2 separate regions of the Mus musculus genome follow, and region 2 is linked to region 1. Evidence: chromatin contacts called from public HiChIP or PLAC-seq data. All regions are on one chromosome and are shown on one strand. Each heading gives the region's core, a stretch centred on a gene start, on an enhancer-like site or on the middle of the called end of the contact. The rest is flanking DNA. Distances are from core to core; before and after follow the strand shown. Region 1 has its middle 29 kb from the start of Osmr. Region 2 has its middle 14 kb from the start of Lifr.

Evidence for each region. HiChIP or PLAC-seq counts read pairs in DNA pulled down with a chosen protein or histone mark.
Region 2: an H3K27ac HiChIP or PLAC-seq map of embryonic stem cells shows a contact between it and region 1, with 4 times the contacts expected there. The contact joins two enhancer-like sites. A contact is called at or near these places in 21 of 39 promoter capture datasets (the 3T3-L1 cell line, 3T3-L1-derived adipocytes, the C10 cell line and 12 more), 1 of 15 datasets of contacts at CTCF or cohesin (the NIH/3T3 cell line), 35 of 484 Hi-C or Micro-C datasets (the 3T3-L1 cell line, 3T3-L1-derived adipocytes, Sertoli cells and 22 more), 26 of 115 datasets of contacts at active chromatin or transcription factors (cardiomyocytes, craniofacial prominence, embryonic basal ganglia and 10 more) and 5 of 9 other capture datasets (adipose tissue, embryonic stem cells, liver and 2 more).

What each region holds. Positions count from the first base shown.
Region 1 is chr15:6,901,316-6,905,678 of GRCm38.p6, reverse strand. No RefSeq gene overlaps it. Among named protein-coding and RNA genes, the nearest start is that of Osmr, 29 kb to the right of the region's middle. Within about 2 kb of position 1,933, at least 4 of the 459 cell types and tissues checked have an H3K27ac peak or open chromatin away from gene starts, as enhancers often do. A contact at or near this core is called in embryonic stem cells, where this site is marked.
Region 2 is chr15:7,113,791-7,118,153 of GRCm38.p6, reverse strand. It overlaps a transcript of Lifr not described here. Among named protein-coding and RNA genes, the nearest start is that of Lifr, 14 kb to the left of the region's middle. Within about 2 kb of position 2,348, at least 61 of the 459 cell types and tissues checked have an H3K27ac peak or open chromatin away from gene starts, as enhancers often do. A contact at or near this core is called in embryonic stem cells, where this site is marked.

The DNA of each region.
Region 1 (4,363 bases), core at 684-3,183:
CCCAGACACCTCCCCATCCCATCCCACAGTGCCCTCCAGGCCTGGGACCCCTTAGGCTTCTCCATGTGCTGATCACTATCAACCTGCTGCATGAGCGGGAGCCTCTGCTCTCCAGAGAACTCTTCCTACTCTGCAGATGTTGGAGAAAGAGCAGCCTCCCCTGCCCCCCCAACTTTCAGTGTCTGAGGAGGAGTTAGGGGCATCTCCTTTGATATATTTTTCTGGATTTCTGGGGCGGGGCCTAGATTGTTTGTTTTCTGTTACTCTGTTTTAGGCATGGACCATGGCCTTTTCTCTGGGAAGACTGAATAAAGATGGTGCTTGCTCATCCATGAGTACACATGTCACCCACTTATCAAACCAGCACTAAATGACGTGGAGTCATTTAGCAAACACGTGACTATGGCACACAGAAACTATAAGGCTCAGAAATGTCATCTGCGTAGTTGCCTTCTTCCCCTCATGTTTTCTGTCCTTGAAGTTAGTATCTGTCTTGCTTTTTCATTTGCTTTATCCTTTGCGAATTTACCATCAGTCTATTCCTGCATACATTCCCCGGGGCTCTTCTTTAGATAGAGTGGAGGAAATTAATTGCTCTGCCAATCTCATTATCTTGAAATAGAAGCTTCTAGAGCCCGCTGGACAGGAATTGTTTAGAGGGATCAATACGTAGCCCTGCTTCCTGCTTGCAGGACACCTCACTTCCCACTAATCCAAGGACTTCCTGTATGCCTCTCTTGCATGAGATCTTTTGCTTCCTATCTTCCTATTCTGGTGGCTCAAACCTTCCCCCAGAGGCTCTTCCCTCTATAGTTGAGACATTTTGGTTACCCACCACCCTCTTTGTTCCCCTCTCTCTCCTCTCCCTCTCTGTCCCCCCTCTCCCTACAAGGTCCAGCTCAGCCTGGCCACGCCCATTCTGGCCTCTCCCAGATGTGTCTGCCTCTACCTACTCACCCTTGTATCTACAATAAACTTCCTCCTCCACCATACCTAGGAGCAGTTGTGTCCTTTCCTTTTCATTTCTGTTTTTTATTCAGTTTCCTCTGGCGGGGTGGGGGAGTGCACAGGAGATAAACTTTTTGGAGACCTTGCCTGTTGATAAGTACCATAAGTAGTCTATCTCTACCCTGGTGACTTGGAGGAATGATGAATGTTTCCTTGCTCCCGCTTTAAGCACGTGTCCTCTGGTGAGATCTCAACCGCCTTTTAATCTCCTTAGGCCTCCATAATTGCAAGCAATCCCTTAATAGAGACTTAACTTCATGTGTTAAACATATCCTCAGTATTCACACACCACAGCCACATTAGGCACCAGCATCACGGAGATGAAGGGGTAGGCGTTTTTTAGAGCAGAACACAAGCTTATCTCACAATTAAGTGTAGATGTTTTGCTTCATTGGTAGTCAATAATAATAATATAATAATAATAATAATAATAATATACTACTACTACTACTATATACACACACACATATGAAGAATCTTAAATTTCTTCTTGACATTCAGAGGTCTTAGTAAACCTATAAAGAGCAACTGATATTGTGTTTCTTTTTAGATTTCTAATGTCCATTAAACCAACTTGAAAATCTGCTGGCAATTTCAAGGGAGAGTAACGAATACGTGATTCAAGAACGAGTGAACAGGACAAATGGAAGTGTAACTTGTAGGAGCTGGCAGCGGGGAGAATTTTCTAGGCCTGACAGGGCAATGGGATAGAAAGTCGGGGCAGGTCTAGATTGAGAATGGCCGTAAGGATGTGTCGAAGAGAGAAGGCAAGATGTTAGTTAGTAAAGGCTGTCCAACACAAACTACGTGAGCAATGACCCTTAGTGAGCCAAAGTCACTCCAAGAAGCCAGGAACCCCCAATCCAAGCTGAAAAGGGATCACTCTCTTCTGAACCAACTGGAAACCCAGTTCTTCATTGTTATTTTAAAACCTTCAAGGGATTGGAGGAGGCCCGCTCACAGGATAAGGAGTGATTTCTCTTTTCTCAGAATGTACTGATTCAAATGTTAATCATATATTTAAATAACTTTACAGCAGCATCTAGGCCGGTTTGACTTAGGCTCACTGATTTTTTAAAATTTTATTTTATTTGTAATTCGTTTTTTACACTCCTTATTCCATTCCCTGCCCCTCCCCTCCCACCCTCCTACTGTTCTACATCCCACACCTCCTCCCCACCACACCCTGTCTCCACAGGGATGCCGACACCCCACACCCCATCTAACCTCTAAACTTCCTGGGGCCTCCAGTCTCTTGAGGGTTAGGTGCATCATCTCTGAATGAACATAGACCTGGACGTCCTCTACTGTATGTGTGTTGGGGACCTCTTATCAGCTGGTGTATGCTGTCTGTTGGGTGGTCCAGTGTTTGAAAGATCTTGGGGGTCCAGACTAATTAAGATTGCTGGTCCTCCTACAGGATCGCCCTTCTCCTCAAAGTCTTTCAGCTTCCCCAACTCAACAACAGGGGTCAGCTGCTTCTGTTCATTGTTGAGTGCAAATATCTGCATCTGACTCTTTCAGATGCTTGTTGAGTCTTTCAGAGGGCAGTCATGCTAGGTCACTTTTTGTGAGTGCTCCATAGTCTCAGTAATAGTGTCAGGCCTTGGGACCTCCCCTTGAGCTGGATCCCACTTTGGGCCTGTCACTGGACCTTCTTTTCCTCAGGCTCCTTTCCATTTCCATCCCTGTAATTCTTTCAGACAGACACAATTATGGGTCAGAGGTGTGACTGTGGGTGGCAGCCCCATCCCTCACTTGATGTCCTGTCTTCCTGCTGGAGGTGGGCTCTATAAGTTCCCTCTCCCTACTGTCAGGCATCTCATCAACCCCTGTGAGTCCGGGGAGTCTCTCACCTCCCACGACTCTGGTGCACTCTGGGTGGGGGGTCCCCCAACCTCCTATTTCCTGAGGTTGCAGGCTTCAGTCCTTCTCCCTCACCCAGTATCAGATCAGGTCCCCCCTCCCCATTCACTATCCCTCTCAAGTCCCTCCCTCCCTCCCCACTTATGATCGCTTTCTTCTCTCTCCCAAGTGAGACTGAGGTGTCCTCACTTGGGCACTTCAGCTTGCTGAGGCCCACTGATATTTAAATTCCCATCATATTCAGTATACGGAATTTGTCCTCCTAGAATGGGCAGTTGTCAGAGAATGGTGAGAGGGGACTCCATAGCCCAGAACAGAATAACCAGCCGAGTTTGTACATCCCTCCTTTTTCTGTTATACACAGTGGCAGACAGTACATTACACCAGTACATTACAGCATTTTATAGCATGCTTTATTCATGTTTTATGTCTTGGAGATATTCTCATGTTAGTCAATGTCTCTCTCATGCTTTTTCCCATTTTGTGGTTGCAATGATTTATTTGACAGTGATTTACATAATCTGCGCATTACTTATAGACATGCAAGCTTCTCTCCAGTCATTTGCAACCACAAATAATGCTGTCGTGATCACTACTACTCAACAAAGGGAATTTACATCCATGGACAGATGGTGAATCCCCCAAAGTATAGTTGCTGAGATACTGAGCATGTGTGCATTGTCAAATTACCAACCCCAGAGGGTCCTACCAACACCTAACCAAAACTCACAAAAGCACCTAGACACCCCCCACACACACACACACACACATCTTGGGCACTTCTGGATCTTTGTTAATCAGATGGCCGTGTTATGGTGTTTCATGTCATTGTCCCAATGTATGAAGGAAGACATGAACTTACTGCCTCAAGGATCTTACAGCAAAAGATTTTGCAATATTTATCTATCTGCAAAGGCAATTCATCTTAGGGAATTTTCAGAGGATTTTTGCATGGAAAATGCTTAACACCTCCAACACAGTGAATGTTCAGTAGTTTTTAGTTATTTGATACCCCAAAGAATGAAATAATGCCAAATTTACCCTCCACAAATATGTATAATTATTAACAGTATAATGTTTCTGAATTTTTCCTATAAACAAAATAATATACACAACAAAATGTGTGTAAAGTTAAATACAATAAAAAGTATAGCACACAATCATCTGAGTGTCAGCTGTTGTCTGGACTCCTGTTTTCTCTCTCAGGAAGTAAAAGCCAACAGGCATTCAGTTGCCTTCAGATTGCTCATCCTCTTCAGAACAAAGCAGAAACCAATTCACTGAGCCATCCCAGACTTCCAGGCTGCCACCTCCAGCATGAGAATCCTTTTTCACCGGATCTCAGGTCAGGGTGGGGTGGCGTGGTAGGATGATAGGCGGGGAGTGTCTTGAGAATGCTCTTGGGTGGTGGGTCTTGATTCTCCTGGGAAACAGGGCTTCCTGCATATGCTTCCTGTCTGCATATTCTGAGCGTCCAGGACAGAGAGCA
Region 2 (4,363 bases), core at 1,099-3,598, 210 kb before region 1:
AAGGGCTCTTTCACAGCTGCTCTGTGGGGAAATCTGCTCACAGGGCTCTTGTTTTCTCTCAGGAACATTCTTTAATGAGCGAAGATATTCTTGCAAAACACTCTGGAATCTGTGCTTTCCTGGGGCCCTTTCAGTCTGGACTGAGACCTGGGTTTATAATGAAGATTATGCAGTTTTCCAATGTGGAAATTTTTTGAAAAGCACAAAGCATCATATTTAAAAATGAATAGGTTCACAGACACTTGCAAACTGAAAACAACCCTAGAGATTTCTTAGTCCAGGGGACAAGAAAACAAGGAGATTAAGTGACTTGCCTAATTCTCACTAACTTATCCAAGTTCTTGAAGGACAAAATTACTCAATAACATTATCCATTTCAGCCAAAAGATGCTATTTCCTTCAGTATGTATAATTTGGACCAAAATAGACCTAACTTGTTAAATCTTGTCAGAACAAAAAGAAAAAAAAAAGAATTTTGTTTATGTCTAAGACATTGTTATCCTTAAAATTTATCTTGATTTGGTATAACATCTTCTTTGTCTTATAATTAACTTTTTCATGAGGATAAATAATTACCACAATTATCTATGCAATTATACCTTTAATAATTCACTCAAAAGATATTTAATTAAATTATCTTTTATGCATCATACTGTGAACTAAGAATCAGAAGCTTTAAATGAATGAGCCCTGGTGCTTTCTGAATGGGCCACATTTATAGCTGCTGTGTATCTAAGTTGTTCGAGTTCAAGTCACTTCAGAACATGGGTTCAGACTAGGACATGATCTTCAAAGGATAAGTATTAAATATAGTTAGTCACAAAATCAGTGATCGGGTTCAGAGCCTACTGACCATATCCATAGCCAGTTACCATGACGTGAGGAATGTTCTCAGGAAACAAATAATACGCTCCAATCTCCCTCTCTTTTGCCCTAGGAGTTGAGTTATACACAGTTCAGGGTCAAATATGAGGCATCATGAATTTTTTAGCACAGTATTATGTTATGATATAATTTTAATGTATGAGTGGAAATATTAAACAATGATTTGCTAGTGTTAGGTGGGAAACAATGTCTCCTTGAAACAACTCTGGAAAGTTTGGGGGTGGACACAGCACCCAGATTTCTTTTAGTGTGCTTCTTTTCCTGAAACTTTTAACATCTCAAAAGGGAGACAGAGCTTTCGACAAGGTCAAAGTCACTTAACTGAAGCCTGCTATTGTGTTTCCTGACCTAAAACTTTAACATCTCAAAATGAAGACAAAGCTTTTGACATGCCAAAGTCAATCACTCTGGGCCTGCAGGGCTTGGCCCTGGAATACCTCGGACTACGTTCAATTCTGTGCATAAACAAAGGATTGTGTTATTTACTAACACATTATTTAATTGCTATAGCTTAAGCCTCCTTTATCTTTTTGTATTATTAAAGAGAACAAATTATTCAAACCATTTATGTAAGACTCTTATAGGTACTCAATAATCACTATTAAAAGTATCACCCCAGTGTCACTTTCTAAGCAGGTCTACTTTTTGCATTAGGAAACAATTCAGTATGTCTACACACTCAAGATCTGCACAGTTTAGCTTCTGCTTCCTTTCTAACCTCCTCTCCCACCATCCTCCTTGTGGTCTAGCCCTTGATCCACACACAGCTGGCTTTGCAGTTTGGATTATTTTATTAGTTCACTGGAAGAGAATGGAGCCCTAGAGAATGGAGTCATACAGACCAACTCACGAGAGATTAATGTGTAATGCACAACTGATTTCCCCATTCAGACAAGCCAGATGTTTGTGTTGTTGGTGACCTTGTTTTTGGAAAAGGAGTCAATGAGAATTTGTGAGCTAGAATCTGTGCCCAAGGAGGAATCTTACTTCTGCTTACTAACTGGGTAATCCCAGGTCAGGAGAGCAGGAGACTTTCTAGTATGCAATCTGCATCAAAACACTGGGGATAACCTTAGGCTTTATCTCTGGGTCATAGTTGTGACAATTAAATGGGAGACTATGCCTCTAGCATAGCACTTAAGACCACACTACTGTGTGCAGTCAGCCACCAGCCAATATTAGCTATTGTTTCTAGAAGGGAGGCCTAGCAAAAAACGTGTAAAGGGAGTTAGTGTCAGACAACTTATTTTTCCAAGATCTATTAATTGTGTAGGTTCCGGTTGATAGCTTCATCCATTCAATAGTTACAATGAAATAGTGTCAAACATTACAGAAGTTCCTCCGGAGTCCGCGGTCCTGTTATTTGCATATGTAAATGAATGCATTCTTGGACATGGAAATGCAAATTCACAAAGCCTCTATTGTTCTGCTTACCCATCTTCCACTTAAAGTGCTTACAAGGTAATCAAGACAGAGTGCCTTAGCTCAGAGCTCTCAAGTCATTGCTACTCTGCTTCACACAGTTCCAACCACTGTTTCCTTCATTGCTGGCCACCTTATTTTTGAGACAGGGTCTTTCTTTGAAACCACAGCTCACTGATTCTGCTAAGATGGCCTCAGGAGCCCCCTCTCTCCACAGCTGTGGGGTTAGAATTGCTGTCACTACCTGTGACTATCACGTCTCTCTTTCCTCACACATTCTGAACTCCTCATCCTGCCCAGGATTCCGTGAAGTTGTTTCATTTCCTGGAATCTCTCCCCACCCACCTACTCTTTGTCCTGACTCCAAACTATTGGCTTCGGGAATTCCTCCCAGGTCCCTCAGGCCTTCATCATCTTTAGAATCAAGTGTTCCTCCTTTTCTGTGCTCTTCCTCAGTCAAATCATGCTGAAGGACCAACTGGACAAGAGCATTTCCCTTTTGTTTCCTCCAGGGCCCTTCACGTAGGCACTTAGTCAGTCTATACATAAATGAGTAGATTTACGCTGTGTAACAGCCTGGGCTTTCCTGTGATGTAAAGTTCAAGTTCAGGCTCTGAGCTGTCACATGACGCATTCTGTTGCACAGTCATGATTGGCAGAGGAAGACGTAAGCTCATATTTTCCCAATTCTGGGGGAAAGTGATGGCACTGGGCCCATCAATCATCCAAACTGAGCTGTACCCTTTTCCTAAGGACATAGCTGGCCTTCTATCAGTATAGCCTTCTATCCCCACCACTACCCCATTACACATAGTAGTTTCTACAACCTCCATGTGTACCCCTCCATCATTCTCCTTAGCTTAAACTTCACTCAGCTTAAGCTATACCCATCTCTACCCTCAGTGACAGCCCTTCCCATCCCTAACTCTGATGTTGCCTTTTATTCTTGAATCTATTCAAACCTTCATTTTCATTATATGAGTGTGTGTGTGTGTATATATATTGTTTTATTACTACCTGTAATAATTTATTTTTTCATCTTATCAAGACAGCCTGTGTCTTTCTGCCTTAGAAATATATGCCCAACAAAAATGTAGACCTTCACCTCTTGGTATCTAAGATGAATTGGTTCCTAGACCCCCTATCAATCCTAAATCTCTTATATAGAATGACATAGAACTTTAGTTGTGTGTGTGTGTGTGTGTGTGTGTGTGTGTGTGTGTATAAAAATCTGGGCAGTTTAAATACATCTCTAGATTGCTTATACTGCCTAAGGCAATGTAAATTCTACAAAGATAGTTCTCTTTTATTATTGTTTAAATAAAAATGATCAGTAAAAAGGCTCTGTATTTTCACTATGTCAAAAAATAATTTTAGGCCCATGAGATGGGTCAGTATACAGAGCTAGAAAATGCAGTGTATCCCATACCTCTTGCATATCATCTCTACTTAAACACACCCTCCATCTACACGCTCATCTTGTTGCAGGTTTGAGGCCAGCTATGTCCTTAGGAAAAGGGTACAGCTCAGTTTGGATGATTGATGGGCCCAGTGCCATCACTTTCCCCCAGACACTCAGAATAGTAGAACTGAGGGGGAGCTTGGCTAAGTCCCGTTCGTTTGTCATCTCTCTGGCCTGATCTTATCTCCATGCTACTGGGTTTTCACTTCAATGGACACAGAAGTTCTGAGGAACATGAAAGGGGAAGAGATTTGGGGCACACACCCTAACCCTGGTCTCTCAGCTATGCTACCCTGTCAACTTCCTCTTCTCTGAGCCTGCTTCCTCTTCTCTACTTTAGGAATAGACTTTCAAGCTTAAGGTTGTGTTCAAGAACCTCTTACTGACTTATGTCACCCTTACCATTACCTCTGACTATTCCCATAATGACCTATGACCTGTTCCTTCTGCTTTCACCTGGTTAAGGTATTCGATGAAAACCTGAACAAATGAACGGGTAAGCTCTATATGATAGCTCAGGCCTGGCAGGCATGCAGGAGTCAGGGATGAGCACAGGACCCCTCTCCTGTCTCTAGCACAAGCATAGTTGTAACA